7 separate regions of the Mus musculus genome follow, and regions 2, 3, 4, 5, 6 and 7 are each linked to region 1. The links are chromatin contacts, called in public HiChIP or PLAC-seq and promoter capture Hi-C maps. All regions are on one chromosome and are shown on one strand. The core of a region is the stretch at or near the end of the contact, and the rest is flanking DNA. Distances in the headings are between cores, read along the strand shown.

Evidence for each region. Promoter capture Hi-C pulls out the DNA fragments that hold promoters and counts their contacts. HiChIP or PLAC-seq counts read pairs in DNA pulled down with a chosen protein or histone mark.
Region 2: an HNF4G HiChIP or PLAC-seq map of pancreatic cancer cells shows a contact between it and region 1. The contact joins the promoter of Angptl4 here to the promoter of Wiz in region 1. A contact is called at or near these places in 5 of 39 promoter capture datasets (cranial neural crest, frontonasal cranial neural crest, hippocampal neurons and 2 more), 2 of 115 datasets of contacts at active chromatin or transcription factors (astrocytes and pancreatic cancer cells) and 1 of 9 other capture datasets (embryonic stem cells).
Region 3: a contact with region 1 is called in a promoter capture Hi-C map of hippocampal neurons, with 5 times the contacts expected there. The contact joins the promoter of Kank3 here to the promoter of Wiz in region 1. A contact is called at or near these places in 5 of 39 promoter capture datasets (the 3T3-L1 cell line, HPC-7-derived erythroid cells, cranial neural crest and 2 more) and 6 of 115 datasets of contacts at active chromatin or transcription factors (astrocytes, embryonic forebrain, embryonic stem cells and 3 more).
Region 4: a contact with region 1 is called in a promoter capture Hi-C map of hippocampal neurons, with 3 times the contacts expected there. The contact joins the promoter of Ring1 here to the promoter of Wiz in region 1. A contact is called at or near these places in 1 of 39 promoter capture datasets (hippocampal neurons) and 4 of 115 datasets of contacts at active chromatin or transcription factors (T-cell acute lymphoblastic leukemia, astrocytes, large pre-B cells and 1 more).
Region 5: an HNF4G HiChIP or PLAC-seq map of pancreatic cancer cells shows a contact between it and region 1. The contact joins the promoter of B3galt4 here to the promoter of Wiz in region 1. A contact is called at or near these places in 1 of 39 promoter capture datasets (cranial neural crest) and 3 of 115 datasets of contacts at active chromatin or transcription factors (embryonic forebrain, embryonic limb bud and pancreatic cancer cells).
Region 6: a promoter capture Hi-C map of liver shows a contact between it and region 1, with 3 times the contacts expected there. The contact joins the promoter of Rab11b here to the promoter of Wiz in region 1. A contact is called at or near these places in 9 of 39 promoter capture datasets (3T3-L1-derived adipocytes, the HPC-7 cell line, HPC-7-derived erythroid cells and 6 more) and 1 of 484 Hi-C or Micro-C datasets (B cells).
Region 7: an HNF4G HiChIP or PLAC-seq map of pancreatic cancer cells shows a contact between it and region 1. The contact joins the promoter of Rgl2 here to the promoter of Wiz in region 1. A contact is called at or near these places in 9 of 39 promoter capture datasets (the HPC-7 cell line, cranial neural crest, embryonic stem cells and 6 more) and 5 of 115 datasets of contacts at active chromatin or transcription factors (embryonic hindbrain, embryonic limb bud, embryonic midbrain and 2 more).

The regions. Positions count from the first base shown.
Region 1 is chr17:32,386,273-32,390,088 of GRCm38.p6, forward strand. It overlaps Wiz (widely-interspaced zinc finger motifs), which reads right to left and starts at 1,545. Exons shown (of 11, transcript NM_001372227.1): 1 at 1,301-1,545. The coding sequence starts at 1,487.
Region 2 is chr17:33,779,741-33,783,497 of GRCm38.p6, forward strand. It overlaps Angptl4 (angiopoietin-like 4), which reads right to left and starts at 1,835. Exons shown (of 7, transcript NM_020581.2): 1 at 1,323-1,835; 2 at 1,043-1,153; 3 at 790-907. The coding sequence starts at 1,652.
Region 3 is chr17:33,808,309-33,811,799 of GRCm38.p6, forward strand. It overlaps Kank3 (KN motif and ankyrin repeat domains 3), which reads left to right and starts at 2,215. Exons shown (of 11, transcript NM_030697.3): 1 at 2,215-2,257.
Region 4 is chr17:34,022,891-34,026,454 of GRCm38.p6, forward strand. Ring1 (ring finger protein 1) reads right to left here and starts at 1,790. Exons shown (of 7, transcript NM_009066.3): 1 at 1,620-1,790; 2 at 1,399-1,528; 3 at 403-563; 4 at 89-304. The coding sequence starts at 1,476. Mir219a-1 (microRNA 219a-1) reads right to left here and starts at 2,202; the gene lies at 2,093-2,202. It overlaps Mir219c (microRNA 219c), which reads left to right and starts at 2,122; the gene lies at 2,122-2,181. It overlaps H2-Ke6 (H2-K region expressed gene 6), which reads right to left. Exons shown (of 9, transcript NM_013543.2): 8 at 3,506-3,564; 9 at 3,143-3,335. The coding sequence ends at 3,319.
Region 5 is chr17:33,949,442-33,953,217 of GRCm38.p6, forward strand. B3galt4 (UDP-Gal:betaGlcNAc beta 1,3-galactosyltransferase, polypeptide 4) reads right to left here and starts at 2,047. Exons shown (of 1, transcript NM_019420.2): 1 at 471-2,047. The coding sequence starts at 1,821. The coding sequence ends at 706. Rps18 (ribosomal protein S18) reads right to left here. Exons shown (of 5, transcript NM_011296.3): 3 at 2,962-3,150; 4 at 2,780-2,871; 5 at 2,557-2,677. The coding sequence ends at 2,602. It overlaps Wdr46 (WD repeat domain 46), which reads left to right. Exons shown (of 15, transcript NM_020603.2): 15 at 1-254.
Region 6 is chr17:33,759,235-33,762,694 of GRCm38.p6, forward strand. It overlaps Rab11b (RAB11B, member RAS oncogene family), which reads right to left and starts at 1,252. Exons shown (of 5, transcript NM_008997.3): 1 at 989-1,252. The coding sequence starts at 1,028. It overlaps Gm17251 (a long non-coding RNA gene), which reads left to right and starts at 624. Exons shown (of 2, transcript XR_003952408.1): 1 at 624-1,353; 2 at 2,308-2,633.
Region 7 is chr17:33,928,479-33,932,045 of GRCm38.p6, forward strand. It overlaps Rgl2 (ral guanine nucleotide dissociation stimulator-like 2), which reads left to right and starts at 1,416. Exons shown (of 18, transcript NM_009059.2): 1 at 1,416-1,566; 2 at 1,767-1,963; 3 at 3,248-3,331; 4 at 3,562-3,567. The coding sequence starts at 1,808. It overlaps Tapbp (TAP binding protein), which reads left to right. Exons shown (of 8, transcript NM_009318.2): 8 at 1-812.

The DNA of each region.
Region 1 (3,816 bases), core at 295-2,794:
CGAGGCCAGCCTGGTCTACAAAGTGAGTTCCAGGACAGCCAGGACTACACAGAAACCCTGTCTCAAAAAAAAAAAAAAAAAAAAAAAAAAAAAAAAAAAAAAAAAACCAACCAACCAACCAAACAAACAAACAAAAAAACCAAACAAACCAAAAAACAAAAAACCCAAAAAACTAAAGAGGAGGGCTGGGGCAGAACTCAATGGAACAGCTTTTGCAGAGTATGTGCAAGGGCCTACGTGCAATCCCCAGTTCTATAAAGAACAGAATAAAACAAAGAAGGAAGAGGGGTGTAAGGCCACACTACTGACTTCACCCCTCAGGGTTTTGAATTTCCCATTCCTAACATGAGATACTAAATAACGGAGGCTCTTCCGACAAAGGTTCTAAGTATGATGTGAATTGAGAAGACAAAGAACTTGGCATGTAGGAACCACAGAAGAGGTGCTCGGAATTTATTAGAAGGCCAAGTTTTGGGGGACCAGCCACACCAGATTCCTGTTAAGTCCTTAAACATACCAGGCTCCTCCCCTCTGCAGGGCCTTTGCCCATGCTGTCCCGCCACCTGCTGGGCACGTCCCACCACTCATTCTGTGCTGTGCCTCAAACACCACTGTGTCAGGTGGCTTTTCCTGGAGCGCCCAGCCATGGTCCTGGCACTCAGTTTAATATCTGCATAGCCTGCATAACCTGCCCTTATGACATCTGCTCAGTCGTTCCTTGTCCACCTTCCCTTCTGGAATGCCAACCCCTGGAGGACAGGGACTTTTGTCTCTTTATGATTATTTCCCCAGCACCCAGAACAGAAAGTGGCACAGCAGGTGCTCAGTGTTTAATAAACGAACAACAAATTGTGAGGTGGGGACAGTGTGAGCTAGCCTTGTATGGGGTAAATCAAGATGGAAAGAGGCAACTCGAATCTCCCCAGACTTTACCTTACCACTAGAGGGCACTCGCTCAGGAGCTCCACTCCATCAAGACTGCAAGAAGGAACAAGTGGGCTTTGGGCAAAGAGCTCAGGGTACTGACATGGGATTTGGATACAGCTGGTGTCCAGCTTAGAGAGGAAAGCCAGGACACTACAAGTATGAATCCCAGTTTCTTACATCCAGTCATGGGCTCCCAAGACATCTGTTTTCATAAGGGCAAACTGAAAAGCGGTACGTGGAGCACTAAAGGAGGCTATGTGCATCGAACAGAATTCCAATTGCAACTCAGCCCCTGCTGGGTGGGGTGACCTGACTCTCTCTGGGCCTGGGGGACCAAGTGGGAAGCTTCTTTAGGGCCACAGAGCCCTCTTACCAGAAATGCCACTTCTGCCATCCAGAATGTCTCGAGGGCCTTCTTTGGTGATTGGCAGGTAATGAGAAGATGGAAAGATATCACCTTCCCCCTCAGCAGCCTCAGCCCCACTCTCGATGTCCTCTCTTGGAGCGGGGCCTCGAGGATGATCCGGGGCAGCCAGGCCACCTGCCAGTAACCCCTCCATGGGTGCCAGCCGTGAATCTTCACTCAGTACCTGGCAGGTTCAGCAGGACATTGTGGGCCTGGAGACAAAGACAAGGAAGACCTTAAGAGAGTAAGAAGAGAATTCTGTTTGTTCTCCCCTCTCTCAGAACCCTAGTCCTCTCCTTCAAAGCCTATGGCCTCAGTTTGTCTCTTAGTTGAAGTGAGGGGTTAAGTGGTGTTGAGGTTCCATTCACTCCTATTATAATCCAATCACCTCTACTGGGAGCGAGTCTCAGTACACTAAAGCGTTCTCTTTCCCCAGCTTCTTCACAGCCTCCATTCACCACAGTTACACACGCACATTCAGTCACCTCAGCCCTCCCTCATCACTCCTTCCACCTCCACCTATTCCTCCCATGGCTCACTCACAGCTTCACCGTGTCCAGCTGCTTTCCTGTGACTGCATAACCTACAGCCATGCCTCCAGTTTCCAGGGTCCCCGCTCTCTCCCCAGTGCAGGGTCTCGAGGGCCCCCATCTTTGCCCTTATACTTTACTCACTTCTGTTGCCCCGTATCAATTACCCCTACACTTTTCCAACATTCACATCCTTCTCCCTACCCAGGAATGTAGGGTTATTAACCCCTTAGCCTCTCCACACGCTCAAGTGACCCCACCATTAACCCTTTCCCTTCTCTTAGCATGATCTCTCATGCATACCAAGCCTGGGCTCCTCCACCCTGCCACCTTCCAATAGTATTGCTTGCATCCTCCACCGATATTGGTTGTTCTGGCCCGAGGATGAAAAGGACCGATGGGGCTCCTGTTTCAGAAATAAGGACCCTGGGGGGGAGGAGGGCGATTGTCCTCTCCACCTATAAATACCTTCAAGGTAGAGCAGAAAGTGAAGGGCAGGAATGAGGCGCTCTCCCCAGGGAGATGGTGGTGAGGCCCGGCCCAGGCAACCGGGGCGGGGCCGGGGCTCCAGGCCTGGTAGCAGGCGTTGCCCTCGAGGGCCTGGGCGCTCCCGGGGGGCCCTACACAGGGTGGGTTGACAGTCTTGGCTGGAGGGGTCCCTGCCCAGGCCTGGAGAAAGCACCTGCGGGTGCCCACTCGGGTAGGCACTGCTGGCGGGGATCGGGCAGGACCGCAACTTCGGAGCACTTTGGCAGCTTGGGGAGGGGGCTCCAGTCCAGATGGTCGTTCCCTACCCCACCTCCCGCAGGGGTCGCAGAGGTAGGGGCGGCGCTGCGCGGACGCACCCTGCGGGGAAGCCAGGGTCCCCAGGATGCGCCCTTCGCCCGTGCACCTCGGGGCGGGAGACCCCGCGGGACGAGCTGAGGTGGGGGGGGAGACACCTGCCTCGAGACCCCCGATCCTCCCCCCACCTGTACAGCCCCGCCCCCTGCAGGCCCCGCCCCTGCAGGCCCCGCCCCTCCCCCGCCCCAGGGGGTCCCGCCCGGCCCGACCGGGCCCAGGCCTCCCCTCCCTGCTCCAGCTCCGCCCCGTCCGCGAGCTTCCCGGGCTGGGTCGAGCCTCACCGGGGGAGGCGTAGTCGCTGGCCGGGAACTCCCCTACTTCATAGGGCCGTCGCTGCCACTACAGCTGCTGCCCCTCTTGGTGCCGGTGCCACGGCCTCCGCAGCCACCGCTGCCTCCACAGCTCGGGGGACATTGTCCCTTTAAATCGCTCCCCCCCCCACCGCCCCGCCCCTCCCCCCCGGCGTGCCGACGTGACCTCAGCGCGACAGCCCCGCCGCGCCGCCATGATGAGGAGGTCTGCCCCCCCTTGTGCCACTTTGGGGGTGGGGTGGGGAATCCAACGGGCGCGCCGCCATATTGGGAGTGGCCAAGCAGGTCACCCTTAAAGGAGCCGCAGGACCTTAGCGTCTAGGGAGGGGCTCTGTTACCATGACAACATACTGTCCTCTGCACCCCACTGGTTCTTTCTATACTAGGTTTGTTAATAACATGTAGGTTTGTTAATAACAGGTGAGTTCACAGCAGGGAAACGTAGAAGTTTTCTCTCGGATCATTCATAGCTCATTGAGGACTCCACCCAGCATCAGTTCTTAGCTTTCAATCTCTGCCAGTCATAAGGTCAGTCGTCTTTCCTCGTTGTTTGTATTGGACGTAAACATCTCCATTACTTTACGTCTGTACCGAATGTTAAGCTCTCCTCCGCCTAGGTTTTGGGATCATGGCCTCCAGACTAGCCCATATACACACATCACAAACTGGTTGCTTTCTCCCATCCATTACCCATTTGTCCACCCATATATCTACATACTCAATCTGTCAACCTCTCAACAACACAATAAACAAATCACCTCTCTAAACACTCATCTATCCAAAAATCCACTTAATCTAC
Region 2 (3,757 bases), core at 585-3,084, 1.4 Mb after region 1:
CCTTAGGGTGTGAAGGGGATATCCAAACTTTCACCTAGTTGGCTGTGGAGAGCCACAGATGTCAAGAAGGGTGAACGAATAGGCATGAACTCAGGGTTGGAACTGGGAGCCTCTGACTCTGTGCCCCCCATCCCCCACCCGCCCATCCCGCACTGCGTAGCTCCACACACACTTCAATTTGAAACAAAGTATTGGGCATGGACATCCACAATCTAAGACCTAGAAATTGTGATCGAAACTGTTATGTATATATGTGTATGTGACTGGATGGAAGCATACAGGACAAAGGATCTGTATCTGTAAGATGTAAGAGGATGTGTCTAGTCTAGGAGCCGGGGTGGGGGTGTGCTTACTCTGGTTTTCCCTTTTATAGTTACATCAAGAGATGTTGGAGGGTTCCAAACCTCGGGAACGCACACACATCCACACACAGCCCTGGATTCCTTTGCATGATGTCCCTGAGCTACACCACCATCTCCCAGAACCCCTGAAACTTTAGCTCCTTATGATCTGCCTTCCTCTACTTGTTCTGGTTAACGGCTAATAAGATTTTGGGAAGATTCTTGCTGGGAAAGAATGGTGGGGTGGTCTGGCCAAGCAGGATCATAAGTGAAGAGGGTGCAATATATAAAAATACCCTTGATGAGAGCCTAGTGAGCCCACAGGAACCCAAGGCCAGAATCTCTTTCTTTCCTATTAAGGTGGACCTGACAAGAAGGCTAAGGATTGGAATGGCAAGTGGGGTGGTTGGGGAGTTGCCAGATGACAGCAAAGACCAGAGATACTCACTGTGTAAGTGGGTGGCGTTGGGAGTCAAGCCAATGAGCTGGGTCATCTTGGGAAGCCTCTTTCCCCTCGAAGTCTTGTCTACTCCATTGTCTAGGTGCGTGGGGGCCAAGAGGTCTATCTAAGACCGGGCAGGAAACGGGTGGTTAGATCTTTTGACTCATGCCATAACAACTGCTTAGCCACATTTCATCACTACATTTCACCCCCACTTTGTTTCCTCTTTCCCATTTGGGCCAATTGCTGGGGTAATTACCTGGCTCTGAAGATTCTGTATTCTCAGATTCTGCTTTGATAGGTATCTCTGCTGCTGGGCCACCTTCTGGAACAATTGCTGGATCTTGCTGTTTTGAGCCTTGAGCTGAGTCTGAAGATATGCAAGGCTAGTGAAGACCTGGCTTTATGTCGGCAACCTCCTCTTATTCACCCTCCCTTCTACCCTTTCACAGTCTGCTCTGAGGCCCTTCTCCACCCAGGTCCTGGAGTACTAGACTCGTTAGTCTAAGTAGAGTCAGAGTCCTAGTAGATGCGCCTACCTGCAAACTCTGCAGAGTCTCAGGAGTCTGGCCTTCAGGGACTCTATCCTCGGAGTCTTTGAAGGGTGCATCTTTTCCCTTGGGCCCCTGACAAGCGTTACCACAGGCAGCCATGCGGCGCTCCAGCGCGCCCAGCTGCCCACGGGTGCGCTCCACGTGTTCGCGCAGCCCATGGCCGAGCTGTAGCAGCCCGTGAGCCAGCAAGTTCATCTCGTCCCAGGATGCAAAGCGCGGTGGCTCTGGCTGTGCAGGGCGCCCTTGCGCGCTCAAAAGCCCCGCAGTAGCCGCGCATAGCACCAGGGCAGCGCCTGCTGTCGGAGCGCAGCGCATGATTCTGGGGGTGGCCTTGGGTGCAGCAACGCTAGGACTCCGGAACGCAGGAGTTCAAGACCCAGCAGCTGGAGTTCTGGGGGAGCCGGCTCAGACTTAGACTTGCTCTGGTGCAGAAGAAGATCTGGAGCCCGTAGCTCATAAGCGTTTCACGGTTGCACCTAAAGCCCCACTTTATAAAGCGGGTGTGGGAGTGGGAGGGAGAGCATTGGAGGCGGGGCCCGGGGGCGGAGCGAGTGGCCAAGTTTTAGGGTGCAATGCCACAGGCTTTGTAGTTACGAGTGTGTGTGTGTGGCGTGTGTGTGTGTGTGTGTGTGTGTGTGTGTGTGTGTGTGTATGAAGAGTTCTTGGGGATGGCTGCTTCGCCTTCCTTGCGACCTAATAAGCGACGTGACTGTCTGTGCACTGCATGGTTCATCCTAAGGCCGGAAATTCCCAGCCCTAGCCCGCATCCCAGCCCGGTTCAATGGAGGAAAGGGCGTACAAATCAGGACGTAGATGCCTTCTTTTTTTTTTTTCCCCTTCCCGCTACGTGGATGCCTTCTTGACTGACCCCTTCTCAAGTCAAAAGCAAAGTAGGGCAGAGTTACGTGGCAGAAAGTTCTCTCCCTGGTAGGCTGAGTTCAGATGGCAAGTGGGGGATTACAGAACCTTGCTCTCTGCCTCTTAGAGGCTTCCTGAGATCTTTAATCCACAGACCAGGCGGAACCCCTGCCCCCACTCTCACTTCCACCACCTTTCTGGCTCCCACGCTCTTTCCAGCTCAAGCATTCGTCATTGCAGATGTGTTTGTGAGGATCACTAACACCCTTGTTCAATTAGTCACCTCTTCCTGGCCAAATAGTCAATAGCTGGGATTTCTGTCTACATTGTAGAGATTGCAACCCTAGGCTTCCTCCTGTTGCCTGTCCTCCACCACCAGGGGTCTTGGTGTCCAGGAATTTACCTGCGTTAAAGGAGGATCAGTGTCTGAGGACAGACCTGTCATCCCAGCTCTTGGGGCATGGAGCAGAAGAGTGTGGAATTCATCTTGAGCTACACAAGTGAGTTTAAGAGAGCCTGGGCTACTCTGAGCCAGGTCTCCAAACAACAACAGCAACAACAAAACTGGTGGCACGCACCTGTAAACCCATCACGCAGGACACAGGGGAATAGTACAAGCTACAAGCTAGCCTGCTCTACATAGTAAGTTACAGACCAGTCAACGCTGAAACAGCAAGACCTTGTTTCAAAACAAAACAAAAACAATTCATAGTTATGCATACTTTAACTCCCAGCACTGCAGAGCAAGAAGCAATTGGAGGAAGCTCTGTGAGTTTGAGGTCAGCCTGGTCTACATAGTGAAGTTCCAGGCCATCCAGGAAGAAGACCTTGTCACAAAACAACAACAACAACAACTAAAAAAGCCAGGAGGAACTGGAAATCTATCTTACCAGTTAAGAGCATTTACATCTTTTGCAGGGGATCTAAGTCCAACAGCTCACAGTCACCTATAATTCCAGCTCCAGGAGCTATGGTGACTTTGACCTCCTCAGGCACTCACACACATGCACACAATTTAAAACAGTCATTTAAACATTTAAAAAGCAGGCTGGAGAGATGGTTCAGCAGTTAAGAGTACTGACTGCTCTTCCAAAGGTCCTGAGTTAATTCCCAGCAACCACATGGTGGCTTACAACCATCTGTAATAGGATCTGATACCCTCTTCCGGTGTGTCTGAAGACAGCTACAATGTACTCATATAAATAAAATAAATACATCTTTTTTAAAAAAAATTTAAAAAGCAAACAATCTAGAGAACATCAGCAAAGATTTCCCTTCCACACCCATCCATTCATTCACTCATTCCATACAGCCTAGATCCTGTACTGAGTTTTTTAGTTTGTGTATAAATCCTACCTTTGAGCAGGGGAGAGGGACAAGGCAGAGACAAAAGAGGACTGGGGTGGGGCAGACAGCTTTCCTTGTTTATGCTGCCTGGTTAAGTTTTTATTCAACAAGTTTGCATTGGTGTTCCTTTTTCTGACAGTTCCCCTGAAGCCTGGCACAGAAAACCTGTCTGACAAGAAGACCCTTAGGGCAAATTGACTGAAAAACCCCCAAGT
Region 3 (3,491 bases), core at 965-3,464, 1.4 Mb after region 1:
AAAGGAGGAACTCTGGCCGGACGTGGGCTATCCTCCCTTCCCCGCTTCACCTACCCCTTTTAGTTCCCACAAAAACTAAAACAAACTAAAAACCCAACCCCTTGCCCAAAACTGGGAACAAACAAACCTCCCTGGTATCCCGCCAACTTATTTCTTGCTGACATATCTAGTTCAAGGTCCCAGTGAGGGAGTTTTATACTTCTTATCTTTGCCTGGAGTATCCTCCTTTTAAGTGTCACCTTGAAAGCTGCCTTCCACAACGTTTCCCCTAAACCCTAAATTCTCCATTCAGTACAGATGAGGGTCTTGCATCTCTTTTTCAGAGTACTCATTACTCCTTCACAGAACCTTGGCTTGAACAAGGCGCAGAGATCTCAGTGATTCCCTTGCCTGACACAAAATCAGCTAGTTATGTTAGGAGGAAAAAACAAACAAGCAAATTGTAGTAGCTTTTGATCAGATCATAACTCCAAATGGGTTAAAGTTAAATGTTTAAATGTACTTTTTTTTTTTTTTTTTTTTCGAGACAGGGTTTCTCTGTGTAGCCCTGGTTGTCCTGGAACTCACTCTGTAGACCAGGCTGGCCTCGAACTCAGAAATCCACCTGCCTCTGCTTTTTTTGTTGTTGTTGTTAAATGTACTTTTAAAACTTTTTTTTTTTTCTTTCTTCTAGACAGAGTTTCTCTGTATAGCTCAGGCTGTCCTGGAACTCAGAAATCCACCTGCCTCTGCTTTTTCTGTTGTTGTTGTTGTTAAATGTACTTTTAAAACTTTTTTTTTTTCTTTCTTCTAGACAGGGTTTCTCTGTATAGCACTGGCTGTCCTGGAACTCACTCTGTGGTCCAGGCTGGTCTCAAACTCAGAAATCTGCCTGTCTCTGCCTCCCAAGTGCTGGGATTAAAGGTGTGCACCACCACTGCCCAGCTAAAAAGTTTTATTGATATATGGTATGTATGTGCATAGGTTGATGTATATAGCACACTATGGAGATCTGAAGACAACTTGTAGGAGTTGGGTCTTTCTTTGCATTACATGGTCCTAGGGATGAAACACAGATCGTCAAGTTTGGCAGCAAGAACCTTTACATGCTAAGTCATCTCACTGACCTTCACAAATGTAATTTTAATTTATTTCTGTGACAATTTTTTGATCTATAATCTCAGTATGTTTATAAGTACACCTGTATGTGTCTATTATATTTACATTATTTTCATCTGTCTATCTGTCTCTGTCTGTCTGTCTTCCTACCTATCTATTGTGATAGGTGCGCTAGACAAGTTCTGTACCATTGAGTTAGATATCTCCAGTAGAGCAGACATTTATTAAGTAACTAGTGTATGCCTGAGGCAGTGGATAAAAAGTTTCCTGATCCTAAAATGTCTAGTAGGGGTGATGATAGTAACCTTGCCTTTCTACTAATGAAAATTGCTATTTAGTTAATAAACCATTGCTATGGCAATGATAATGACTAGGGAAAGGCTGTGCTAAGGATTCTGTTTGTTTTTTGTTTTGTTTTCTTGTGGCACATAGATTTCAGGGGCACATAGATTGAACACTTAGAAATATAGGAAAGTATCACATATAGATAATATTTCTTTTTTTTTTTTTTTTTTTTTAAAGATTTATTTATTTATTATATGTAAGTACACTGTAGCTGTCTTCAGACACTCCAGAAGAGGGCATCAGATCTTGTTACAGATGGTTGTGAGCCACCATGTGGTTGCTGGGATTTGAACTCCGGACCTTCGGAAGAGCAGTCGGGTGCTCTTACCCACTGAGCCATCTCACCAGCCCCCAGATAATATTTCTTAAAGTGGCACAATATATGCAAAGTTCCTGCGGTGGACAAGATCCAGGCTCTTACGACTTCAACAAGACAGTAGGAATTAAACTCGTTATATAAATCCCATTAGAATAGTTTGCTTAGATTTTTCCTGTAGCTCCCTACTGTCCTGTGAATGAAACCTCTTTTCTTACTCCTGAACCAGGCAGGATTTAGAGGTAGCTGGCTGAGCAGCATCCCACTGCCCTGCTCTGATCTTCTCAGATTCTACTGTAGGCCCGCCCTCAGGCGGGTCCCCACCCTGCCCCCGCCCAGATGGCTCACTCTGTCTTACAATTGGATAGTTCGGTTAGATTCGTGCTCTGGTTGGCTGAAAAAGCCGTCAGTTAGGGGTGAAAGCCTTGATAACCCGTGCGGAGCTTCGAGGGGGCGGGCTCGGGTGCGGTGCGGGCGCTGCCGGGGCTTCTCATTCAGGTAAAGTCAACCACGCGAGTCCTGGAGGGGAACAGTGGACCCAAGTGTCCGGGAGGGGTGTGATGCTTTTAGCCCCCTTCTATGGGTTCTGTGCGTTGCAACGGGGTGGGCGCCGTGTCCTGTAATGGTGACCATTTGGACATTGGGAGCCTCAGGTGGTTTAAAGCCGACCGGAGAGGGGGGACCCTAGATTATTAGGCAGATCGCCACCACATGGCCATCCAGGACCTAACCAGAGGAACTTGTGCGCATTTTAGTCTCCTAGATGCCTTAGGGGACCCTTCCCCAGAGTTGGCTTGAAGACCTGGGAATGGGTTTCTTGCAGTGGGGTGGAGTGGGCGGATGGTACGGAAACGGTGTTGGAGGGAGGAACGGATGTCCCCCACTCCCCGGACCTACTGACAATAGCAGCGGATGGAACCGCCCAGCGGTTTTTCCTGTAGGAAACTGCCCTGTCTTTTCTAAGCGGACTTGGTTCTGTATGTTTGGGGAGGTGTGTGTGTGTGTGTGTGTGTGTGATGATTCAAGGACCCCTTGTCCTGCCATCATCTAGCTCTTTCCCCCATCCTGCGTTTGAGAATCCTATCCCAACATGAAGGGCTCCCACCTAGAGCCTTATCAGTAAGACATAACTTCTTCAGGACCTCGGGTATGCATGCTCTGTGTCCTGTCCTTCAGGTTTCCTGATGACAGCTCTCCTGATCACAGCTCTCTAGACTGATCGCAGCTCTGTGTCCCGAAATAGTCCCAGGGCTGGGTGTGGGGGCGTGTGGCTTCAGCTCTGACAGCCTAATGAGGGGGTCTCAGGCAGGGGATCCGGATTTAACTTTGATAGCCAGGCAGTGTGGGAGATATGAGGGCAGCTACACGCCCTACTCCGGGAGGCATTGGCTTGTGTAGCAGTCTAATGTTGGCTTGCCCCACCACACTCCTTACTCCCAAGGCTGGAACTGACAGCTGTGAGCTGGGAGGGTGATATGTGGCCTGGGTTCCCTGCAGTTTCTAGGGGAGCAAAAGGGAATCTTTCCAAAAGCGCCTATTATCCTAGTTACCTGAGAGGTCCAGGTAGGATGATTAAAAGTTGAAGGCGCCGGGCGTGGTGGCGCATGCCTTTAATCCCAGCACAGGCAGAGGCAGGCAGATTTCTGAGTTCGAGGGCAGCCTGGTCTACAAAGTGAGTTCCAGGACAGCCAGGGCTATAAAGAGAAACGCTGTCTCGAAGAAAAAAAAAAAA
Region 4 (3,564 bases), core at 540-3,039, 1.6 Mb after region 1:
CGGTCGCCACCTGGCAGCTCGAATGCAGACTATCAGGCCCGTACTCCAGACAAGACCCATGGGTAACAAGGTCTCTGGTTCTCCACACCTGTGCATGGCCTGCATCCGGAGCCCTTCCTCGATACTGGAGCTCAGCGCCTGCTGGTTGTGCAGGCGGCTGAGGCGGATGAGCACCCGGTCCTGATGGGCCTCGTATTCCTCCCGGCTAGGGTAGATTTTGGAGATCAGGGCGTCGAAGTTGGGGTCCGGCCGTAGGGACCGCTTGGATACCAGCTTTTTCCGGCAGGTAGGGCACTCCTTGTTCCTGGGTGTGGGAGGAAGGGAGCTCTGTAGGGCCAACTCCCATCATGGATGCCCAGGCTGACCCGCCTGGCCCCATGGCAAACATGTCCCTCCTGTTACCCGCTCCGCAGGGCGGTGACGATGCAGTCCGAGCAGAACCTATGCAGGCACTCCTTGGTGGTCATTGTGTTCTTCAGCATGTCCAGGCAGATGGGACACATGAGCTCAGAATGCAGTGACCGAGGCGAAACCGCAATCTCTGTACCATCCATGATGGCTTCCTGGGTCATCAGAAGGTGGCAGTGGGTTGGGGGAAGGGGACTTTAGAGGCAAGCTTTGAGAAAGGTAAGAACCTGGACAGCCATGCTGACCAAACTGATGGGAATTCTGGGATGGAGGAGACCAATGACTTGGAGATTACCAGAACAGAAGGGATGAGGGCCCATTTACAAGGAGTTTTGAAACAGAAAGGCCAGGGTTTGTTGAGAGGACTAGGGCTGGGAATGGCACAGATCTATGGGTTGGAGGATATTTATGCTACAAGACTTCTTCATTTTTTGTTTGCTGTTTTCAAGACAGGGTCTCCATATGCATGTATTCCTGGCAGGCCTCTAAGCAGGCTGACCTCAAACTTAAGAGATCCACCTGTCCTGGCTTCAGGAGTGCTGGGGTTAAAGGCCTTCGCCATCACATCCGGCCTCAACAGGCTTTCTTAAAACTCTAAAGAGCAAGACTACCTAGACTAGAAGTTCAGGGTGTCTGTCAAACAGATTCCGATGTCGTCCCAGCGCACGTGAGTCAGAAAACTGGAGAGGGAATTATATTTAAGCTCGCAGGATGAATATATATATGTGTACATTGACATGTGGCTGTTGAGATGGGACAGGGCCGGGACGGTAAGTTCTGTTTACCGTGCTTCAATTAAAACGGTGATATCTGCTGTACCTCGCTGCCATGGCCACTTTGAGGGGTTAAATCGGATCAAATGAGGTAGGTGTTTTAGTGCTTTGAGAAGATAAAAGGTGATTCAAAGACAGAGTCGGGCCAAGAGTAGTGTGGCAGGGAGGGAGAGGGCTGGTGGGAGGGGGTAAGCTGGGGCTGGAAGATCCCTGTCACCTGCGGGGTCCGGTGCAGCTCATAGAGACTCAGTTCCCACGTTTTGCTGGCATTCTGTGCATTCGCCGGCGTCGTCATGGTGACGGGGCACAGACCCTCCCCCTCCAAGCGGGGCTCCGCTGAGAGAGGTCTGCGGAAGGGGGTGGGGGGAGACGCTGTCGGGGCCGCCCCTCTGCAGACCCCGCCCCCTGACCCTGGGCGTGCGCCCCGCGGCCCCTCACCCAGCTCCGGCCTTCGCGCTGCCCTGCTGCGGGCCTCTCCCCAGGAACCCCGGGGCTCCGCTGCCCTGGTCCGCTCGGTCCGCAGCTGCCACTCACGCCGCAACCCTTGCTGCCACCGCCACCGCCGCCATGGCCTGGGCGCCGAGGCTCGACGTCACTTCCGCCCTCCCTGTATCCCACCCCGCGACGGAGACGTCACCGCCCTCGCGCGCCACGCGCGCCGTGGAACCGGGTTCCCCCTCCCCCGCCGGGCGCGCGGTGAGCCGGCCCGGTGGGTGCTGGTGCATGTGGAGAGCCCGAGGGCGGAGGATCCCCTCCGTGGCGCTGATCCCCAACTTCTCTCAAGCCGGGCCTGAGAACCCCGGAAAGCCGGCCGCAGCTGCACCTCTGCTGCTGGGTGCGCGCCCTGAGATCCTAGGGCTGCGGCGGGGTCCCGGGTGTCCGGGGACCGTCCCGCGCTCCGCCCGGCCTCTCCCCCTCGAGGTTTGGGGGCGGCGGCTCGGGACGTCCAGACGCAACTCTCGGCCGGAGCCAGAGACTCGAGAATTGCGTTTGGACAATCAGGAGCCGCGGCCCGGGACGGGGAGAGAAGCGCATCGGAGGCACCGGGGATAGAGACGCCGCGCGGAAGCGGGGACACCAGATGGGGCGGGCCCCTGGGGGGAGTCGGGGAGCACACGAGTGAATGTCTGGCGTGGGAAAGTAGGCAAAGCCACTCCGGGACTCGGAGTGAAGGAAGCGGACGAGAAGGAGAGAGAAGGAGAAGGAGCAGGGCCATACCGGTTGAGAGCCGGTTCAGAGTCGGGAATAAGGGGCACAGAGGAAGAGACCGTGATGGGTATTCGTCCCCCCCGCCAGCCTGTGCAGCGGCTGCCAGGGGGTGTCCTATCTCTGGGACAAGTTAGCAGTGGGTCCCCTCGCCCCCCAACCCAGTTACCCCCTACTTCCCTGTTCTCTCCTTCAGTCCGTGGCCAGTCCTTATGTGGGCACCAGAGTCGATTAGCAAGGACCCCCTCCCCTTCCTCCTCCTCCCAGCCCCCTCCTTCTGCTCTCCTCCAGCCCCTTTCATCGGCTAGTCCATTCCCCTAATCCTGGCCCCCTCCCCTAATCCCCCCCATCCGACCCCAGGCCGGCTGCAGCTATTGTAAGGTGGAGAGAAGGGAGGGGAAAAGAGAAAGGAGGGGTGGGGGAGGGCCACCTGTTCCAAGACCCCCTTCCAAGGCCAGACTGGACACCAGGATGGGGCCAAGAACAAATCACCCTTGGGGTCCATAAGGAACTCGGGGAATGGGGGTGGGTGACTGGTGCTGCAGAACCAATGAGAGGGGGTGGGGGCAGAATCCCCTCCCTCTGAAAAGACCCAGAGTGTCACGCATACACAGTGACATACACTCTTTCCTCTCACACCCGGCGGCGGGGGTTGCCCTGGGAGACCAGGCAGTGAAAGGGAACAATCCCTGGAAAGGGGAGAGAGGGGGAGGTGGGGAAGGGTCTGAGGGCTTGGACACAAGAAGAACCGGAGGTGGCAGGGAAGAGGATTTGGAATTTATTAGGGTCACAAGCACCCCTGCCTTCCATATTCAGCATGCCTGAGCCACACACTGCCATCTCTTTTGTAGCCTGGGAACTTAGCGTCCTCATCAGCAGGAGGGCCAGGCAGTGGTGGGGGAGTGAGCAGAGTCCGGCTTCCATCAGGCAGTTACATGAAAAGACCTCCTGAGAGGGGCAGAGGCATTGGGACAGGTGCATGGGTGGGGATGTAGGCACCCACTTCTGTCCCTGGTCTAAAGAAGGGATGTCTGCTCTGCAGGCTGCAGGAGCCCCTCACTTTCTCATTACAACCTGGGTTCTGTTTTCCTGTCCTCCTCCCCATGAAGGCCTCATACCACTGACTTCCACGGAGGCCCCTGTGATGTATCCACTGTCTTCAGATGCCAAGAATGCA
Region 5 (3,776 bases), core at 797-3,296, 1.6 Mb after region 1:
CACTTGATGCCAAACTTGAGTTCAGTTCCCAGAAAACACGTTTGGCAGGAGAAAACACACAAGTGTCTTTTTACCTTTCCATGCCCACATGGGGCAGCGCGCACACACACACACACACACACACACACACACACACACACATATATAAAGGGAACACAAAGATCCATAGGGAAATTGTCCCATGTGCCTTACATCTTAACTGGGTAGGAGCAGACAGCTCCTTGGGTGTGTGGGCATTAAACAAGGTTTCTGGAGACGTGTCTGGACCATCCTGTAGGTCTGCTCTTCCCTGTGTGGCTATTCTAGACTCAGCTCACTGCCCTGCCTGTCTCCCCACCACTGCCCAAGCCTTCACCCTAGAGGGGGGCGTTATCCCCATTGTGGTTGTCGCAAAGACCAACATGCAGCAGTACTGAAAGCTCTGGGCTCTCCAGGTGTGCTGGGGGCCTGGTGAAGACGCTGCACTTGAGGTAGAGAGACATGTTTATTGGACCCTTGTCCCTGCTTGTGAGTCCCCTTCCCGCCCTTGGCTTTATCCCTCCCCGGAGCTGGCAGGCCAGGGCCCAAGTTTATCTTGGTAAACTTGGTTGGTTGCAGCTTCAGAGTTTGCTGTGAGAAAATGGAGGAACTAGATCACCACAGGGATCTGCAGCCTCTGCACCAACTTTGGGGAAAGGTCTCTGAGGTGCTGTTTTCTGTGGGTTCTCAGCTACTGAACCAGGCTATGAACCGGCACCTCAAGGTACCCAGAAATCCCTGGAGCCAGGAGCAAAAGGGTGCAGTCCTCTCCCCATTCATGCCGCTCACCAGCTTCCAAGCTTCCTGCATTTGCCAGGGATCCACCTTGTGGGATGTCAGCAGGAACTTCCCGTAACAGCACCGATCCAAGGGGTAGTGGGTAGCACCAGCCAATTTGACACAGTGTGTGGGGGCAAGGCCCCCTCGCCTTGCACTTACTCCCACAAAGACATCCTCTAGAGGTAGAGGTGGGGCCCGGCTGGCCACCTTCAGGATGAGCTGCACAGCAGAGATGGACAGTACATATCCTGTGCCCGAGGCATAGGGTGGAAAAGGACCCCAGTTTTCCGGCCACAGTTCTTCTGACACATGGTGCCGGGACTCTGGTGTCCGAGTGGGTCTCACCCTCCAGTGCACCCTGCCTAAATACAGAAGGGGCACTGCCTGGCCTCTGTGCTCTTCATGGATAGCTGTTGTCTCTTCCTGGGCCTCTTTGCCCTTCTGCCATTGCTCCGAAGGCCCCCCTCTTTGTATCAGCTCTGACACCAGCTCTGGGACGTTGACATACACGTCATCATCCGTCTTGAGGATGTAGCGGGCCATAGGACAGTATTTGTTCACCCAGTTCAGTCCACTGAGGGTCTTGAGGGTGAGGTTGCGGTAGGAATCCTGGAAGGAGGCCTGCAAGATATCCCTGTGTGCTGCTGACTCTGAGGACAGGTCAGCAAGCTGCTGTCTTCTAGGTTTTCCCAGGAGGAAGAGCGTCTGCACTCTGAAACCCCGGGCTTCGCGGATGGCACCCCAAGATGCCCGAATGGCGTTTCTCTGGTTCAGGTGCTCCGGGGCCGTACACACCAGGATGAGCAGGAAGGGAGGGGGTCCGGAGCCACCACAGGCATGAGAGTTAGAAATCAAGAGGCGGGGCAGGGCGAGGGGCGGTCCTGGCGAGGCTGGGGCCGGCAGCAGGGATGCCAGGGACAGGCTCAGCAGCTCCTCCCCCAAGCCTGAAGGTCCAAACAGGGTCCAGATGATCACCAGTAGTAGGACCGCCAGGAGGACGCGCCGGAAGAGGCTGAGGGGCATGGCGTGCCGCAGAGACCTGTGGGCACAGCTGTTAGAGCGTGGGGAGGTGGGAGGACGGCTTTAACCAGCTGCTGCTGAGGAGACGCGGTGACCCATGCGCGGGGCTCTGGCGCATCACAGATGCTGTTCTCCAGATGCTGTCGTGCAATGCGGCCCTGGCCCACCACAGCTGGCCCCGGAAGGCTTCGTTTCCCTAGCTAGCGTGCACGCGGAACTCCGCTCCATCCCGCCCCTCCCCGCACCTTCCCATCATGCCTCTCTAGGCCGGAAGCCGACAAGCGGCGTGCATTTCACATAGGTCCAGCCCTTCCCGGTCCGTCCCTACTGTAAAGCACGCGGAATACCAGGCTGCTTTTCTAGAGCAGCCAGCATCTGCTGTTAACTCACCCGAGCAGCAGCATCTGGCGGAGCTGTAGCCACTTCACAACAGCTTAGCACGGCTACGGCAGGAGACTCAATTGAAGCCTGCCCAAGCTTCCCCTGGAGGTTTTCAACACCGGCTGCCCCACCTTTAACAGTGGTTGCCGCCCAGTTTGCTGCACCTAAGGCAGTCTCCTTGTGAACACCCAACAGAAAGGGAGGAGCAAACACCAGCAGGAGCCTATGAGGGACATTTCCGTTCAAGTGCACCAAGAGCACTGTACCCAGAAGGCACCTGCAGCCAGATTAAACTACCAGAGCTCAGGATCGCTGTGGCATTAAGTACTATCAGATGGAAGACAAACTGAGACGGAGGTCATAGGTATATAAACTATTTATTAACAGCAAAGGCCCAGAGACTCATTTCTTCTTGGATACACCCACAGTTCGGCCCCTGCGGCCAGTGGTCTTGGTGTGCTGACCGCGGACACGAAGGCTGCAGAAGAAAAAGATACAGGTCACAGAGCAGCAGGAGGCGAGCCGGTGGACTGTGCAGCCTGATTGGGAGTGGGCAGCTTAAGCCTCATCACCCACTTACCCCCAAAAGTGGCGCAGCCCTCTATGGGCTCGAATTTTCTTCAGCCTCTCCAGGTCCTCACGCAGCTTGTTGTCTAGACCGTTGGCCAGAACCTAGATTTTGAGACAGGGGAGACAACTTTATCTCCTGATTCTGCACCCAGTTTTAACGGACAACCCGTGTCCACCAGTCCCCTAACACACCTGGCTGTACTTCCCATCCTTCACATCCTTCTGTCTGTTCAGGAACCAGTCTGGGATCTTGTACTGTCGTGGGTTCTGCATGATGGTGATCACTCGCTCCACCTCATCCTCCGTGAGTTCTCCAGCCCTCTTGGTGAGGTCGATGTCTGCTTTCCTCAACACCACATGAGCATATCTCCGCCCCACGCCCTGAGGTCAAAAGTTTGGGCTATTAGACTTTTGTTTTTAAAGATCTGAGTACAGAGTTTTCAGAGATACCAGAGGGTATCAGAATCCATTACAGATGGTTGTGAGCCACCATGTGGTCACTGGGAGCCTCTGGAAGAAGTCATAGCTTTTAACAGCTGGATTCTCTCTCTAGCCCAGTCTATTTGTGTCTTATGTTTGCCTGCATTGTATGTCTGTGTGTCTGTGGCACACTGACCAGAGGCCAGAAGGCGCTGATGTTCTGGAACTGGAGTTAATGGTTGTTGAGTGTTGGGTCATTGAACCTGGATCCTCTGGAAGAGCAGCTAATGCTCTAACAGCCAAGCCACCTCTCCAGCCCCCTCACACACACCCTATTACTCAAAAGCAGAGGGGCTGTGCAGATGTTATCCCAGCTCCCTGAACTCGGGACTGCTATGGCCAGCCTAAGTTAGAGATCCTGTCATTTTTCAGATCACTTTCCAGAGACAAAGCCTGCCTACTAACTGAAGGGAACGCTGTTCGGGCCACACTGGACATGTGTCACAAACTCAACAAAAGCAGCACAGATGAACAAAGTCAAACCTTTAACAGGTTTTTTGAGCCCCAAGAGTGGGTGTGACTTTGTG
Region 6 (3,460 bases), core at 2-2,501, 1.4 Mb after region 1:
TATGGAGGCATTTCCTCAACTGAAGCTCCTTTCTCTGTGGTAACTCCAGCTGTGTCAAGTTGACACAAAACTAGCCAGTACATCCTCCTACCTCCAACTCTGAGTACTGGGATTGCAGGTGTGCACCACTACTGGCCTGTTTCCTGGATAATATGGGCTGTATAAACTAATAAGGAGGAGTAAAAGGGACCATTATTAAAAAGTTTCAGAATAGTACAGGTACTGCATTTAACGTTGTCCATGTGTGGTTTTTCTTTTTTTCCTTTGAGAAAGGGTTCCAGTAATCCAGCCTGGCCTCTGCACTTTTGATCTTCCTACCTCTGCCTCCCAAGTGTTGCGACTACAGGCCTGCACCATCACCAAGGCGGTGTTAGTGATAAAATCCAGGGCTTTGAGCATGCTGCTGCTAGGAATGCTACCAACTGAATCACTTCTCCATGAATATCAAGAGTTTGAACTAGTCGACAGACAGGCCCCAATCTACCCAATTCCAAAGCACCATAATATAGGGTTCCTGCACATGATCCAGGCTCCACTCCAAGGTAGGCCCCGGGTGTGTCAGTCAGTCCTAGAAGGCTCACACCAATCAGGCTTTGTGGGCACGCCCACAACCTTCTCCTTCGCCTTAACACCAGCTACAATCCTGCTTTCAACGCAGTCCGCCCGCCAAACCCAGGAAAGCCCCGCCCCTCGGGACGCCCCGCCCCAACGGCCTCTCCTACCACCTCGGGCCCCACCCCCCCAAGGCCCCGGCCCCGCCCCGGCGCATCCGGGGTCCGTAGGCCTCGCCGAGCCTCCCTTTCCTCACCACTGCGTACTAGGGCCCGAAGCCTAGCGAACTCCACTTGCCCCGGCTTCCTCCGACTCCCAGCCCGGATAGGCCCCGTTGAAGTCCGGGCCTCCACCCTGAGCTCTCTGTTCCTGTAGCACGGCTTCGGCCCTCCAGTCGCTACCGCCACCTCGCCTGTCTGTACCCCACAAGGCGCACCTTTGAATAGGTAATCGTACTCGTCGTCCCGGGTCCCCATTGTCCTGGCGCTTCCGGCGGGATCGGCGACTCCGCAGCCCCACCACAAACACCCGTCGGGGGCGGAACCGGCGCCGCGTAGAGCGGCGGTCTAAAGGCCAGTCAACGGTGAAAGCGGTAGTGACAGGCACCTGGACAAGCCAATCAGGCTGAGAAACCGAGCTCGGGGGGTAGGAGCCTCCTGGGATCCACCCTTCTAGCCCTCGGTCTCCCGGAGAAAGGCGGAAGGAATGCGGACCTTTTTGAAATGACAGATTCAGCAGCCTATCAAAAGCAGATGGGGGAAGGCGGGACGGAACACTTGAACAATGAAGTGGATTGACAGAGTGCGTAACCAATGAGAGACTGAACTCAGACTGGGCCTTCCAGCGAACCTGTAGGGGAAGGGAAATTGAGCTACCTCTAGGTGACGTTACGGACTTTAACGTCCTGATGACATCATAGATCAGTGGGTCTCCTCCGACCTCTTATTCTAGCCCCATAAATGACCATTTCCGGGCGTATGTTCGTTGATTGGGGGTGCCTTCTCTGGGTTGCAGTTCCCCAGTTCTTTGTTTAAATACAAAGCTTATGTCAGTACCTCCAAAACAAATGGGGATCCTAGGCTTTTTTATTTGTTCCTCTTCTCAAAAAGTTCTCTTGTTTTCTGCTTTCACCATTACTCATATTTTTTCTTTTCTTTTTTTAAGACAGGTTTTTCACTATGAAACCCTAGCTAGACTGGAATTGGTGATATGGATCAGACTATACCTGTCTGATTTTCTTTTTTCTTTATTGTTTTTTTTTTTTTTTTTTTTTTTTTTTTTTGTGACAGGGTCGCACCATGTAGCCCTGGCCATCTGGAACTTGCCCTGTATAGACCAGGCTGGCCTTGAACACAGAGAGCTGCCTGTCTCTGCCTCCCAAGTGCTGGGATTAGAGGCATTGGCCACCACCACCCAGCTTGATTTTGTTTGTTTGCTTGTTTGTTTGTTTGTTTGTTTGTTTGTTGAGACGAGGCCTCAAGTTACCCTGACTAGCTTCATATTGAAGAGGGAGTAGAGATAGAGAAAGGGAGAGAGAGTGGCAAGGAGGGGGGTGGAGAGAGAAGAGGAGAGGCCGGCCAGGGAGAAGGGGCAGAGTGTAGGATAAGAGAGGAGGGGGGCAAACAGCCCCTTTTCTAGTGAGTTAGTCATACCTAGCTATTGCCAGGTAACTGGGAGCCTAGAAGGAATGATAACAATACATATTTACTTTGAACTAACTTCTTTTTTTCTTGTTCTGTTTTATTTGGAGCACAGGGTCTCCCTGCCTAGAACCTGATATTTAACACTGAGAGATCCACCTGGCTCTGCGCCGCTAAACACGCCACCTCGTGCTAGCCAACTTTGAACTTATGATTCTCTTGTACACTGGTAACTTGGAAGTTACCTCTCGGGGGCTGGAGAGATGGCTCAGTGGTTAAGAGACTGACTGCTCTTCCAGAGGTCCTGAGTTCAATTCCAAGCACATGGTGGCTCACAACCATCTGTAATGGGATCTGATGCCCTCTTCTGGTTTGTCTGAAGACAGATACAGTGTACTCGTCACATATATAAAATAAATAAATAAAATCTTTTTTTAAAAATTTACCTCTCTGATTTCATTTTCTTTCTCTGCTTGTGTATTCCTGAGATTATGTGGCTCATTTGGGCCATGAAGTCTTTGTTTAACAGATATTAAGAGATTGGGAGAATAGTAAGGAACAGCAATGCAGCTTAATTTTATTTATGTGTATGTGTGTTATGTTTGCATGTTGTGCACTATGTGTTTGCAGTGCCCATAGAGGTCAGAGATGATGTTGGATCCTTAACTGGAGTAATAGACAGTTGTGATCCACCATGTGGGCACTGGGAATCAAACCTGGGTCTTCTGTAAGAGCAGCCAATGATCTTAACCACTGAGAAATCTCTCAAGCTGGAAGCTAAATTAATTAGAATGCAAAGGCTTGATTTCAATCCCTAGCACTGAAGTGGGGGAAAAGTTATTACTGGCACTATAACAGGTGTTTAGAAGCTGCTTTGGGGCTGAAAATGGGGCTCAAATGAGAGTTCTTAGTATGCACATAAACTGGGTGTGGTGGCATATGCCATTAGGAGAGTTGAGTCCAAGGTCATCTCCTGCCACATATGGAGTTTGAGGCCCTTACTAAAACAAACAAAAATAAGAGGCTAGAGAGATAACTCATCCACTAAGATCACATTCTGTTCTTATAGAAGACCCAGGTTTGATTCTCAGTACCAACATGGTGGCTTACAACCATCTGTAACCACAGTTTCAGGGGATCTGAAACCTTAGGGTCCTGTATTCATGTTTCTTTTTCTTTTCTTTCTCTCTCTCTCTCTCTCTCTCTCTCTCTCTCTCTCTCTCTCTTTCTTTCTTTCTTTCTTTCTTTTTTTGCTTTGTTTTGGTTTG
Region 7 (3,567 bases), core at 166-2,665, 1.5 Mb after region 1:
TTTGGAGACAGGATTTCTCTGTATAGTCCCGGCTGTCCTGGAACTCACTCTGTAGACCAGGCTGGCCTCGAACTCAGAAATCCGCCTGCCTCTGCCTCCCAGGTGCTGGGATTAAAGGCGTGCGCCACCACCGCTGGACTCGAACTAAACTTTTAAGATGAGAAAAAAGCGAGACTTAGCGCCACACTCATTTGATGCCCACAGTCGGGAGGCAGAGGCAGTGGATCTCTGACATTTCCATGCCAGCCTGATCTACAAATAGGGAGTTTCAGGTCAGTCGGGGTTACTTGGCGGGGCTTTGTTGAGAGAACTAAATATAAGAACACACATGCGTAGAGTCCCAGGGTTGAGAAGAACCAGTGTATGCGCCAGAGAGGCGGGTTCATAACCTGTGGCTCACAACCCCCTTTAAGTCCATCGGAAATACCAGACATTAGGATTCACAACAGTAGTAAAGGCAGTTACGAAGTAGCAAAGAAAATAATTTTACAACTTGAACTGCGTTAATGTTAAGAAGGTTGAGAACCACTGGCCAGGGGATTAGGACGAAAGGTCTTCATAGCATCTTAAGATTCTAGAGACCTCAGGGACAGCCCACAGCAGTAGTCTAGAGACGGAAAGGTCCATGTGTCTCCCTCGCGGACTAAAGCCTACCTCTCCAGCTCTCCATTCCTACCACAGCTTTTCTTTTGCCTGGTCCACCTTTACCATCTCCGGGCCTGGTGGGTCTCGGCCCTTTACGAATGTCCCCGTGTGGTTCGTCCTCTCCTGTTCGCCGGTCCTCGTGAGCTAATAAAGTCTTTCCGAGTTTCCATGCGGGCCTCTCATTCTCCCGTTTCCAAGCACAGCCAACCTCGGTCACCTCCCGGTCCTCGTCTCGCACCCGGGAGACGACATAGCCACCGTGGGAACCGCGCGCGCTCGGGCGCACGGTGAGAGCCGGACGCCCGGAGCGACGGACCCGAGTGGAACCGGAAGCGCCGCACTAGCCGGCTTCCGCCCCCTCCCCGCGAGTGGGCGGGCATAAGGGCGGCACAGAAAACCCGGCGCGGATTCGCTCCGTTGCACTCGTGCCGGGGCGGCAGTGTCATTCTCGAGCTGCAGTAACGGGGTCGCGCCACTGCTAGGGCACTTTCCTCGGCAGTTGCAGCGCCGCTCTGGTTAGAAAAAGTGACTTAAAATTCCGTGTTTGCCTTCCTGTGGAGGCTTGAGACAGGACCCTGGTCTCCAGCGTGTCTGCTGCGAGACGCGGGCTTCAGAGCCACCGAGTGGGGCTGCAAGGGACAGCGGAGTAGTGCACCTGCAGCCTGCGTCCCAGCCCCTGGCGTCCAGCACTCCCCTAGTCGCTCTCCCTGGCTCCTGTCCTCACTTCCTTCCCTTTTTGGCTCCTGCTGTCGGGCGGACGCGGGGAGGGGGGAAGCGGAAAGGGCGGGAGGGCCCGGGAGCCCGGCGGGGTGCAGGAGGGGGGCATCGCGGAAAAGCCGGGGAGGGGACTCGGTAGAGGGCCAGAGACCGACAAGAACAGAGGCCCGGGACCCGCGCGCAGCCCTCGCCCTTCCCGAGCAGGTCAGAGCCGGAGCACCGGGTGACCCTGCCCATTCCGCACTAGTTAGCCCCCAAGTCCCAAGCAAGCACCGAGGGCTTGGGTTTCCCCACTCCCGTATCTCCCTCCCCCAGCCTTCCTCAGGGACTCCCACCTAGGTCCCTTCTTGTCCGTCTCCCCCACGCCCGTCTGACTCCACCCAATCCCACCCGTCTCTCCCCAGGCGCCCCCATGGCCCGACCCCGCTGATTGCTTCTCTCGGCCATGCTCCCGCGGCCCCTGCGGCTGCTTTTGGACACGACCCCCCCCGGGGGAGTCGTGCTGAGCAGCTTCCGGAGCCGGGACCCCGAAGAGGGTGGGGACCCAGGTGGCCGGGCCGTGGGCGGGGGGCAGGAGGAAGAGGATGAGGAAGAAGAAGAGGTGAGACGCGGGTGGCGGGAGGCAGGGCATTAAATATTTCTGAGACTCTCCTCCTTTCGGTGTCTCTGGGTCCCTCGGTCTCTTCCTCCCCGCCTCACTCGCATCCCGCCCGCCACACTCTCTCTGGATATCTGTCCCCTGGCTGCGGGTCCTGGTGTCTATGAAGTTCGCCCTGTCTGTCTGCTCGGAACCTGCCCGTAGGAACCTGCCGGAACCAGAATGGCTGGCTGGCAGACGGGCTGACTGTGCCTGCGGGGCTCAGGCCCTCTTTGCCCATACCTGCTTAGACGGGTGCCACTGGGCAGTTGTATCTTGGTCCCTGTCTCCCTCCTCGTTTTTTGTTTGGCTGGGAGGGGTTTGTTTCCACAGTAACCAGCTCCTCAGACTCTAGGATTGGGGAGGGAACCCTCAGATTTCGCCGCCTCTTCCCCCACCCCCTGGTGCTCAATAGAGGGCAGCAAGCCAAGAGGTTCCGGCACCTGGAGAGATGATCCCGGGATAGGTAGAGCGTGGTCATCTTCGTCCAAAGAGACTGATAGGATGTAGTCCGCAGCAAGATTTAGGGATTCAGGAGGGTCCAGAAGTTAGATTCGGAGCCCGAGGATCCAGACTCCTGGGCCCCGACATTGGTAAAGTTAGGGTGACTAGCAAGGCTGGTTTTTCGGGATCGGTCGGGGGAGGGGCTAGGGCCACATGACTCTGAGTCTACCGCCCCCCCCCCCCATCATCCTTACTTCCCCTTCTTGTAACTGGGATTGGAGCCGCCACCTTCAGGGGGTCCCCAGTGCTGAGATTAAGTGGAAGCTGTATTGGGGACCTGGGGAAAAGGAGTCTCTGCGGAAGGACTAAATTTGGGCTCCTCTGGTTCTGTCAGGGAGGGCGGGCCTTGTGAAGTTTCAGCTTCTCTCTGCTTCAGGTCTCTCTTCCTTTGGCTTTGTGCCTCTTCGGGCGCGCTCTGCTCCTGACTTTGCGCCCTGCTTTTCTGCGTTGGGCTCAGCTGTGGGACAAGGGGGGTTGGAGGTGGCCAGAAGAGGGGTTCCTGCATTCAGTTGAAACCCTCACTGCAACCTCTTCCATCCCACCGAGCTCTGAGGTGGCCGGGGGGGCTGTCTGAGCCCCAGGGTGGGGTAGACCTGGGGTCACCAGTACCCTCTACCCCTCGCACTCGCTGGTATTGTCCCCCGCCATCACAGGTGAGGGGTGCAGAGGGAGGAACAGGGCCTGGGGACAATGGCTGGGGACTGGAGGTGCTGTGGAACTCACTTCCTCTTCTTGCTCCTCCAGGCTTCTGTGTCAGTCTGGGACGAGGAGGAGGATGGTGCGACCTTTACTGTCACAAGCCGCCAGTACAGGCCTCTTGACCCCTTGGTGAGATCACGACTTTGAGGTCTTGCCTCTCGGTTTTTAATTTAATATTTATTTATTTATTTTCCGGAACATTAGGTTGAAGAAGTTCTGGTAGTGTGAAGGTAGTTCTGTGTTGTGTGATTTAAGCCATTTCTGAACCGGGGCAGAAATAAGCTAGATCTGGATTATCCCAGATGTCTAGCAGTCAGATTGAGGAGGCCCGTCGGTGAGACACCCTCCATGTTCTCCAGGCTCCC